2 separate regions of the Anas platyrhynchos genome follow, and region 2 is linked to region 1. A link is a contact called in public Hi-C data. All regions are on one chromosome and are shown on one strand. The core of a region is the stretch at or near the end of the contact, and the rest is flanking DNA. Distances in the headings are between cores, read along the strand shown. Region 1 overlaps RNLS (renalase, FAD dependent amine oxidase). Region 2 overlaps MINPP1 (multiple inositol-polyphosphate phosphatase 1).

The links. Hi-C and Micro-C count contacts between places; a contact is called where the count stands out from the background.
Region 2: a contact with region 1 is called in a Hi-C map of skeletal muscle, with 2.7 times the contacts expected there. The contact joins two enhancer-like sites. A contact is called at or near these places in 2 of 8 Hi-C or Micro-C datasets (skeletal muscle and subcutaneous adipose tissue).

What each region holds. Positions count from the first base shown.
Region 1 is chr6:4,006,606-4,012,104 of IASCAAS_PekinDuck_T2T, reverse strand. All of the region lies in intron 4 of RNLS (renalase, FAD dependent amine oxidase), which reads right to left. Among named protein-coding and RNA genes, the nearest start is that of RNLS, 13 kb to the right of the region's middle. Within about 2 kb of position 4,239, at least 2 of the 8 cell types and tissues checked have an H3K27ac peak or open chromatin away from gene starts, as enhancers often do.
Region 2 is chr6:4,274,036-4,279,569 of IASCAAS_PekinDuck_T2T, reverse strand. All of the region lies in intron 4 of MINPP1 (multiple inositol-polyphosphate phosphatase 1), which reads left to right. Among named protein-coding and RNA genes, the nearest start is that of MINPP1, 7.0 kb to the left of the region's middle. Within about 2 kb of position 2,984, at least 1 of the 8 cell types and tissues checked has an H3K27ac peak or open chromatin away from gene starts, as enhancers often do.

The DNA of each region.
Region 1 (5,499 bases), core at 2,990-5,489:
TTTAAAAAATCCACTTCACGAATCACGTTGCTTAAATGCATGTATGGGAAAGGACACTGAGGCCCCTAGAATTTTGATTATCAGTATTTAATTCTTCCAATGGTTCTTTGCAGATAAAACAAACATTCAAAACCCAAACTTGAAGAAACTCTCCTCGTTTTGTTAAGAATTGCACGGCATTTTCTTCAGAACAAAAAATTAAGCTTGTTTTGGTAGTTGTATCTTATGGAAGCAAGGAACCTTTTTACCTGGTCAGTCACAAATTCTAGCAGTTCAGCTATTTAAAAGCAAGTGTTCATTTCAAACTTATTTTTTTGCCTGCTTCCAACACGTCTTTGAGCATAGCATGTTATAAAATGGGAATGTTGGTTTTGAGCTTATTTTTGAAACAAGCATTTCTAATTCAAATTAAGTGAGTGCTTTTGATGAATATAATTCCTATTGTGCTGGTGAGAAAAGAACATGCAAACAGCCAGAAAAGGCTTTCTTTTATGCTTCATAAAAACATACATTGCTTTCTTGTTCTGCAGTCACTTAACAGTCTGCAAGACACTTAAACCACTTGCTGTCTGCACATTGTACACTTAAAGTTTGCCTCCCTGTGTTTCCATAGGTAGCTAACCTGTTCAGCCTTTAGCTCACGTGCTGTTCATTGTCACTCCCTTCTGACCACTGCTTTTGCAGACACAATTGCAGCAGAGACTTTGCTGCCATATGCGGCTTAGAAATACTATGTTCAGCTATATTTCAGGGTTTGCTTAATCTGTATAAGGCACTGAATTTGAAACAAATCATTTTATGACTGCAGTTACTGTATATTTAAGTGACCAAGAGCTCAGGTCATGTAGTCATAAGATGTTGAAGTCCATGCATATATTTTGTTCTGAGTCACTGTCCAAAAGCTAGAAATACTCACAGAATTATTTTTAAAGTCTTTTAGCTATCATTAAAATAAAACAGAAGCATCTCCTATAAAGCACAAATCAATGAGAAAAGATCAATAAATTCTTCTTTATGTACAGGTAAATGTTTATCTTCTTATATCTATCTCAGAGAAGCACCAATCAGACACATTTCAGCCCAGTTTTATTTTTAAACCATTACTTCTGGGAATGGACTCAGAGGCTACTGGTACAACAGAACTGACTCCGGACAGCCTTGTTCTTCTGAATAAATTAAGTAAAAGAACAGCTTTAATCCCTTTAAATAAGATAACGTGTTCTTTCTTTACATTTTAATAATTTGTAGCAACTGAGTTTGTTGATGAAGCTCCCTATGTTACAGCAAAGTTAAAATCAACCAATCACACCACTTTCTCCCACCTAACCTATTCCATTTCCTATATCAATTAAGTGTTGGGATTGTGAAACTGCCTGCTTGCCCTGTTAGAGAACAGTGGATTGGGAAAACTACGATGCAAATGGTGCTTCCTAATCTATATTTGAAATGTAACCAACATTCAAGTGCACCTTGATCACCCTACAGCAAGTCTTGACCAGCAAGATCCACATACAGCCACACACCTGACAATTGTTAATAAGCTACAAACTTGTGTTTTCAATTTTCTTGCCATCGGGTTTTACACACATGATGGCTTGGCATTTGGAGCAAAGTAATTCATAATTTCAAAGATCAAAATTTCAGTAGTCAATCAATAAAATCAGGCACAAAAGCAAAGCCCAAAACAACCTTGGCACAAACAGGAAATGTTTGAAGCTTACAACATCCAACTGCTATGCTACTATTAGCTAGTCCAGCCATTATGAATGATAGGAATTAGAAAGTGAAGCAACACTTAAAGTTGTTCTGCCAACCGCATCTGAAATAAACTTCTCAACCCCTTGAAACATCCGTAGATACGAACTCATGGCAGATGCTAGAATAGTTCCTAAAGAAAACAGAAATTATGGTAAGTGAACAAGAGCTGAAGGGCTTTGGGAAGTCTCACATCTGATTTTTATTATGAAGCTCCAACAATATTTACATTCTTCAAGCAAACTATTAAGGTATATGACAAATGAAAGATCTGTCATGTGATTTATGAATCAGTCTGGTGACCACCAATGGTCATCTGCTAGCCTTCAGGAAACTCATGTGGGTCAGAACAGTGGGATTGGTCTTGTAATTAGAAGTCCTGGAACAGAATTCATTCTCACAAACATGACATGGACATTAACAAAGTTTTGAAAAAAAAAAAAAAAATCATGCTACAACGAAATTGAAGTAAACCTGAAGAACACAGTATCATCAGTAATTTCTGAAACACTGGGTAAGGAAGACAGATTCTGTCTTCATATGAGGTGAGAACTACACTAGTCTGAACAAATTTTATTTTTTCAAACGGAACACAGTCACAGGAGACCTTCACAGTGTTTTGAGTATCTCTGGAAAGGTGGCATTTAAATAAGGCTAGTGCCAAGGCAGCCAAAATTAAATGTGGGCTTATAATACACCACAGCTAAAATACTATCAGATTATAATATTCTGGATTGAAATTACAGAAGGAAGAGGCCATTGGTCAAGGAGCAAAGAACAGGGTATACGAAGGGGTAAAGGAAACACACCTTTATCACCTTTATCCTGAAGTTTCAGCTTCTACCGTCCTGACTGCAGATTTCTCACCACAGAGGGCATTCCCATCTCTCTTGGGTTGCTCAGCTCTAGAGCTCACGCAATCACAGACTAAGTTGGACCAACTTGCTGAGGCAAGCACAAACCTTTTTTGTTATGGGATGTTTCCCCTAGTGTTAGTTTTCAGCCACATCAGTGAGCTGACCCATCAGACACATTCAAGACCAACAATATGCACTGTAATACTTCTGCAAAATAAAGGTTTACAGATGTTATCAGTGTGAGGTAAAGGTAAACTTTATAAAAAATAGTCTCAATTACAGTGGTGTGAGTGAACAACAGCTATTAAAATTCTGTAGAAATCCATGAAAATGCATCTAGTCTAGAGGCACTGCACAGAACATTAAAAAAAAAAGTGTTCCAGTGAAGTGTTCCATCTGCCTATCTGATTGTAATGAGATTATGTGATAATGATAATGTGATTTTTTTTTTGGTAAAACAAAGACGAAACATCTGCAATTAAGACTACTGCAAACATACACTAGACTTAAAAAGATTTTCAACTCCATGAATACATTCAAGTTGTAGGTTTCATTTCAAAATGGCTATAAAATCCTCAGAGGTAGCCTAGGGTCACCTTAGCCCATGTCTTTCCCACATATGCCTAGCAGGTATGGTAACAGGAAAGGAGAGAGATCTTTTCTAAACATGTCTCCATACAAGTTTAACCACTGCCCCCACCTATAGATGAGCAAAATTTCAAACAAAAAGAATTTACTCAAAGTGAAAGGTGAAGAACTACATTATCACTGTCTCCCAAAAATCTACTGTAAAAAATTTTTAAATCCTTAACGTAAATTTAAAGTCTAATATAAATCCCTTGGCTAGACCTACCGAAGAGGTAGTTCTCAGTAGCACATCCAGGCTTCTCACAACACAGAAACAATCAGCTCATTAAACACATGTCCCAAGAAACATGAATGAAGAAGTTTCAGAACTGTTCAGTTTGTTCACATTTTGTGGCAGGGAAACTTCTTTTCTTCAGGCTCACAGCTTTGGAAAGATTTCTGTCTAAACACAATCCCTAGACAGTACCAAAGACTGTCTGTTGGGAAAAACTGAGAGGTATCTGTTTATTGTTTAGATAAACAAATTTCAGAGCATTTATTTCTTCTGTTCCGAATACGTCCTGTGTTCAAATACCATCACCTTTATTATTTAGAAAAAAGCTAACGTGTGCATATACACATGGGCTCATGTTTAGCTGATCTGATATTCCTAGGGTGCCAATTCTCCATTTGGAGATATACTACTGGAGAAACATGAAGTTGCTAAACAGGCATTAAATAAATTTTCCATGATTACGTCCCCTGATGTTGCAGCATTCTGCCAACCAACACAGACAGTAAGGGCAGGAAGAGAGGCATGTTCAGGTTACAATACTTACAGATAGCCAGAGTATGATAAACTACATGTTTCAACACAGAAAAGCAGATTTGCCTCACAGGTCAAAAGTAATTTTTTAAAAGCAATTCAGCTAAATCAGCACAATCTGCTGCCTGTTTAAGGTGCAGTTGCTCTGAATCTCTCCTGGGACTACACAGGAAATCTAAGCTTAGCATTCAAACCACAGATTCATGAGCATTTCTTTGCCTATATGGCTCAATCAGTTGCACAGATCATGTGCTGCTCTCCTCCCCTTGCTCAAAGTGCATATTGTGCCAGTGAGTCTGCGGACCACATGGTGAACTGAAGATCACACACACAATCCTGCTAAAAATAACCTTTTGGGGCAAGGGTGGGGGAGGAAGCTACATTATTGTGGTCCCAGAGACAGTCGTACTGATACAACTGCCTTGCTGGAGGAAGGGTAGAACAAGTAATAGAAGACTGCTGAAGGAAACATTTCTGTAACATTACAAGGCACCAAAGAGAGATGCTCTGATGGTGTGTGACCCCTCTGCAGGTTTCCTATTAGGAGCTGTCATCCTTGATAGGCCAAAGAAAACTGGAGGCTCCCCTAGAGTGGGAAGCAGCTGCCCCACTCCCTTCCATTCTGAAGACAAAGGCAGCAGGCTTTTTCTTTTCCAGCACTGTATCCTTGTAAAAAAATCCATTGTATTGGATTTTTTTCCTCTCCAGATTTGAAATCTGTTAAATCAAAATTACAGCTTTTTACCAGACAAAATTGTGGCAGTGTTGACTGACAATAAAATGCAAAGTAGTCCTTTATCTAATACTATGCTATTTCATTCTCCTTTGCAAACCTCTCATGCTCACAAACATCTAGCTCAATCCTCAGACTTCTCAGATGAAGAGGGTCACTGGAATCAGTGTGGCAGTATGTTTAACTTTTGATAGGCTTTTAATGTGTTCTATTAACAACTGTGGGAAGAAGTCTATTATAATCACTCCCTATTAAAAAAAATAGCATGCACGGCATACTGTGATTTTTCCTGATATTGTGATTTCAGCTTCAGTAGTCTTTTTTTTTTTGTTTTGTTTTTAAGGTATTCCCTAAGCAGGAAGGCTATACCTGAGCTGCAGAAGGCAGAGAGCATATAACAGCTTAGCCTGCTTTAAAGCCAATGTTGTGGTTCCTAACTCCTCAACGCAACAAAAACAATATCATGTGTATATATATAGATATACTTCCTGGATTGGCAGGTCAGATCTACCTACAGGAGGGAACAAATTGCTGCAGCAGAAGGTAAGCACCAGAGCTGGCACTAGCGGAGGGAGGCAGGGACAGGACCTTCACTGAATGATAGGAAAAAATCACAGCCAGAAACCAAACACACTGTAAGAGGAATGTTACCGCTAAGGAGAGCTGTCTATCCTGGCACATCATTCCAACATCTCTCCCATAGGCAAGAGCACAGGGTTTCATGTCAGAGTAAGACATCATGCGTTTCTGCCAGAGCACTA
Region 2 (5,534 bases), core at 1,735-4,234, 270 kb before region 1:
TTCTACATATGTTTGATCTGAGTCTCTTGCACTATTAAAGCTTTCTGTTCAGATTAAAAATAAATAATTAGACCAAAGCAGTCCAAACACTTGGTGACTCTAGAGCAGAACCACTGGTTGCAGAATCCACAAGTCTTGATCTATAACAGCAAACCAGCCTTTGTCATGCCTACTTCTTTTTAACTACAGAAGGGCAAACCTCTGGATGGTATACTCAGTGCCTTGTAGAAACTGGAGAAGGACTCTTCAGTCCTGAAGCTGTTGTAAATGCCTTAAAGATAAAACAAGCAAGTGTCTTCAAAGGATGGTGGTCTGACAAAGTGGTTTGTATTCATGTAGTTACATGATTTGGCAACAGTCATCCTGTGTCAGTGGAGGATGAATAGCAGTGGTACTCCTTCCGCTAAGTTGTGCAGCCCTCGAAAAAACCTTTCTAGTGCCATGGGTATAACTGCTCGTACACTTCCTTGGGAATTAAAAATGTGATGCCTGTGCTGTTTTTGTATATTGTTTAGTCCTATCAGCTGGTATCAGTCAGCAGTAGCGACCTGATGTGGCATGGAGAAAACAGCATAGAAAACAAAGGCTTCAATTACAGTTTGAGACGTTTATGTCACAGAATTACCTGCATTTGCTTTCACATGCCAGTAATATATTTTTGGAGGGCTACTTTAGGTTTAAATACAGTGCATTCATATGAGAATGAATTTACAACCTGTGTGAACACTTGTGATTCAAAGGAATTACAAATTCATAGCTTAGTGATCGACCACGTGAATTAGTACCTCAGTAGGTAACTGTGGAAATGTTTACCAAGGTACCTAAAATCAAGCACATGATATCAAGATTGTATAAATATTGTACCTTTAAATAGTTTGTAGGAATCAATGTATGAGTAACTGTAATTTATAATAAGCAAATTCAGCTTTGAATTGCAAATATTAGATATATGCAGCAGAAGTTCTTGCATTCCTAGCATTCTTGGGACTTTACTTCTAAATTTAGTATATTAAAGTAGATCTACATAATACCCAGGAGAAAAATACTATTTTTTTAATATATATTTCAGAAAGCAAAGCATGAGTCACTGATGTTTGAGGATGAATGTATGTATTTTTTTTGCTTGATAACACTTTAGAAAGCACTTTCTTTCCTTTCAGTTGTCAGATTGAAATTACAAGTAGCATTGACACTTTGGAGTAGAGGAATGATCCATACAGTTGTGGATTCTCCCTCCTTGGAGGTCCTCAAAGGCCACCATGGCACAGTCCTGGGCAAGCTGCTCTGGGTTTTCTGTGATGCTGATCATTTCACAGCAGAGAGGACTGCAAAGTTGTGTTCCTTCAGATGTTTGCCGACTGAGGATCCAAGTTAGATGTAAGCAGTGATAGAAGAACCGTGTATTAAGACAGCTGAAGCGTAATTCTCAAACTCATGCTTGGCTTTTTTGCTGTGCTTCCATGCTGGATACAGAGAGATGCGCTATGTTGATCACCAGAGTGTGGAGTTGCAGGAAGGTGGAAGTTATGCTTTATACACAGCATGGTTTCTTTGATCTAAAGCGGAGTTCTCTCTCAGAAAAACAAACCAAATACTATCTAAATTACTTTCTGGGATTCAGGTGGAAAATCCGACTGAGGTGTCCTTTTTAACAGAGCATCAGCTTAGTAAAGCGGGAATTAAAAATGCGCCTTTTGAGATCTACATGCAGGCGTTTTCAGTGCTAGCACCCATGTTGGTTCCTTGATCCTGCTCTAATGAGCACCAGGAAGGGGCTGTCCACGGCTAGAGGTGAGGGCTGAGGAGGGCAGCACGTAGCCCTCTACCTTTCTGAATCAGTGCTGTGCTGCGCACCAGCCAGCACAAAGGAGACAACCCTGTTCATTTTGCCATGAACGGGTTAAAATGTGGCAGTTGAAAGCATGAAATAAGGTTGGTTTTGGGGACTAGTTGCTGTGGGGGAAAGGTGGGCAGCAGGAGGTGGCTGGGGATGGCAATCCCTCTGCAGCCAAGCTGGCTTAAGACATTGTGCTGTCAAATGATTGTGCTGGCATTTGGAAATCCAAGGCTGTCAGAGTCAGTGATCCCTCTTGTTTTGATAGTGGTAGAGTCAAAGCCGTGGTTATTTTAGATTGCCCTTTAAATAAACCTTCCCTGCATCCTTTCTTCAGCCTACCAGGGAGCTAAATAAAAAATGCATTAGGCTGCAGGTCATTAGCATCCAACTGTGAACAGATTGACTGGCACACTGCTGTGATTGCCTCTGTTGTACGCTGTGTCTCTGCCTCTATGAAGACAGAAAATAAGAACTGGGAATAAGAAGATGAAGTGCGGGTTAAAAGAAAAGCAGACAAGCAAAACTCTCAAGACCCTTCCGCCTTAATGAAAAGTGAAAAATAACTTCTTAACATAGCTTGACTCGTGTGAGGAGAACAATCAGTTTTGTTTGCTTTTAGTGTATTTACTCCTTGAACACTGACAGACTTTCAATCCTTAAATTGCAGTGGCTTTTTAGAAAGTAGCTGTGTGCGTTTTAACTGTGTATGTGGTATCTCTGTTAGATTAATAATACTAATATTTTTTAAAAAAGTTGTAGTTGACAAAATCCATATCTGCACTTGTGATTTATTGAGCAGTAGATTAGCAGTCCCTAAATTACAAGAGCAGAACCTGGGGGAAGAGCAGGCAGCGTACTAAAGGACAGAGATATTTTCCTCCTGCCTTTCAACTTTGGCTGCACAAGCTCCATCACAGCATGTCAGTCTCTTTGTTGTGTTGCTGCCCCAGAGGGAAGAAGGTAGAGAGTTCATGTGTGGGTAATGAATAGGAACCCTAAAAATCTTGCAAAATCCAAAGCTTGGCGAGCAGTCTGTTTACTGCGTCCCTTCCAAAGTGGTAACTGAAAACTTCCGCACTGTCTTGCACAGAAGGAGCATGTAACCTCATCCCACGACATTAGGTGGCAGTCTTAAAGCACTGAAGACTTGATCTGAATTGGATAGCCTGTGCACTTAAAATTATATGGAAATCTGCCACGGCCAGTGGAGAACAGCTTGTATCTCTCGTGGTCTAAGCGTAGAGGTGCAATTAATGCTTTTTCACCTAAGGAAAGAGACTTATACAGGATCCTGCAGCAATTTGAGAGTACAGCTTAGAACAAGAAACTGCACAAATGAAAAATATGCCTGTATTTTCAACAGTAGAAAATACTTGGTTGTGCTGGTTGCTTTTTATTTTTAGCGGTACAGCGCAACAGGTTAAATACATCTGCAGCAGTTTATTACTCAGAAAAAGAACCTGTGTGGTGATGAAATGTCTCGTTTAGCTGTGTCAAACACCGATTTTAGCTCTGTTTTGTTCTGCAACTGTAAGAATAATTTGACTTCCAGAACCTTGTCTTTGCTCCAGCTTCTCCCATCTTTCTGAAAAGTTTAATTTGGGCTATCCAGAAGCAGAAGGGGAAACATTTCTGTTCCAGCAAAAAGTTAAAGCATCTGAACTTGCCAGTCTGTTCTAGTTTTGTCAGTGGAGAATGGTGCTGGCAGCTCCGCATTTTATTGCATACTTCAAATACTTATTTTTAGTAGTTGTGTCCTGTTTTCATTCCTAGTTACAGCTGAATTAAAAAGAGTTTCTACTGTAACCCCTTCCGTGAAGCTTTTCTTGACTTTGCAATCTGATTGCTCACCAGCCTTCAAGTTATTTGCCTAATTTGCCACATTGTTAAAGCTCACTCTTCTTTCTTCTGGAGAAAACATCTGCTGGTGACTAGTCTACCCTTAAGAAAATGACAAAAATCTCTCCAATTTTCAAGATTTTGACTATAAGACCATCAGAGGGTTGGCATTTGCTGAGCCACCTGAGTTACAACTTCAGTGTCTTGGACTCGAATGTCTAGTGTCATTTCAGATGCATAGGGTTATCTGACTTTTATCCTACTTGCCAGCCTTTTAGGGATACTTTTTATGTGAAGGTATCTGCAGTGCTAATAAATATCTGTGGCTAATAAGTCCCACCATCAATTTGCAGTGAAAAAGTTTTGGACGTTTGAGGATCTTTAATATCATATATTCCAAGAGAATAGTTGTTTTAAACCACCAGTATTCTCCACTGTGTAGGTCGTGCTGTGCAGCAAGGTGGCTGTGAAGGCTGTGAAAGGGATTTTCACTGTAGACTTACTCTTGTCAACTGTCCCCATCCGGAGGGCCACTGGAAAGATACTGCAGCACCTGTTGGTGCTTAGGAGCTGGGGCCTGACACTGTGTTTACTGATAGTTGTACTAGTGATCACCTACTGTCAGCACACTCATGCAGGGACCCTATTCTTCTGCATCCTCAGTAGCAATAAAATGTAAATATCCAATAAAGGTTAATTCTTTGGTAGAAAACATGTTTTCCTTGAGGCCTTACCAGCATTGTAATAGGGTATTCCAGGATGACATTCCTCCATGCCTCTTTGCCTGTCTGTAAGGAAATGTAGTAGTCACGTTTCTAGGGTGAGGTCAGGGGCTCTATTCCTTAAAAATCATCTTAATTAAAAAAAAAAAAAAAGTATAATAGGAGTTGACTGTAACTTTAAACCAGGTGAGTTGTACTCAAATGGCATAGTTGAGCAGTTGTCCAAGTCCGTAAAGCACTTCATTTTTGTGAAGTTTCTGTTGTTTTTTTTTTTTTTGTGAAGTTTCTGTTGTTTTTTCCCCTCTTCTGGAGCCTTATTGAAAGTGTCCCTACTGCTTATTATAAGTAGAAGGTGTTGTACCTGCAAAACTGCCAGGTAGCAATGCATATGTTCATGCCCACTTGCTGTTGTGCTGCTGTGTAAGAATCCGTGCAAGGCTGCTCTTAACCAGACAGTGTTTTTTTGAAGTTACTTGTTCAGTTTGCCAGAGATCTGGTTCTGGGGCAGGCTTTGTCAATGGTATAAAGAGGAGCAATCAGTGAGTAGCTCTTTGCCTTGGAAGAAGCTTTGAGTTCCTTGTGGCACATCTGTGGGCCCCAGCATGTCTCCAACCAGTGAAGAGCAGCATCTGGAGACCCACGCCCTTTAGGATAGGTGCAGAATGTCAAACTAGTAATTAGGAGAGAAGCATTTTGTTGCTGTTGCTTTGGAGCATTCCTTAAGTGTTTGATACGTTCTCACTTCAGCATCAGTTCTGCAAGTTCTGGATAGTTAAAGACCAAAACTTGTTAAGATTATCCCTCCTAGCATGGTGCTGATCCTAGGAATAACTGTACCCTGAATCTCTTCTATACCTGTTGATTGACCCAGCAACTTTTCAATCTGTTAGCCAAGCTTCACAGTAGTGAAGTGTGAGTACTGCTCTGCCAGTAGGACCTGTGCCTGTTGGTGAGATGTCAGTGTTTTGGTATTTACTGCAATATGAAGCTGCTAATCTTAGACAAATGTAGCAACCACAATAGTTACACAATTGAGCAAGGGTGGGTTTGAAACGTTGGTTGTGGTATACTTTGCATATCAAAGAATCACCCAGGTTGGAAGAGACCTCCAAGATCACCTGGCCCAACCTCTGACC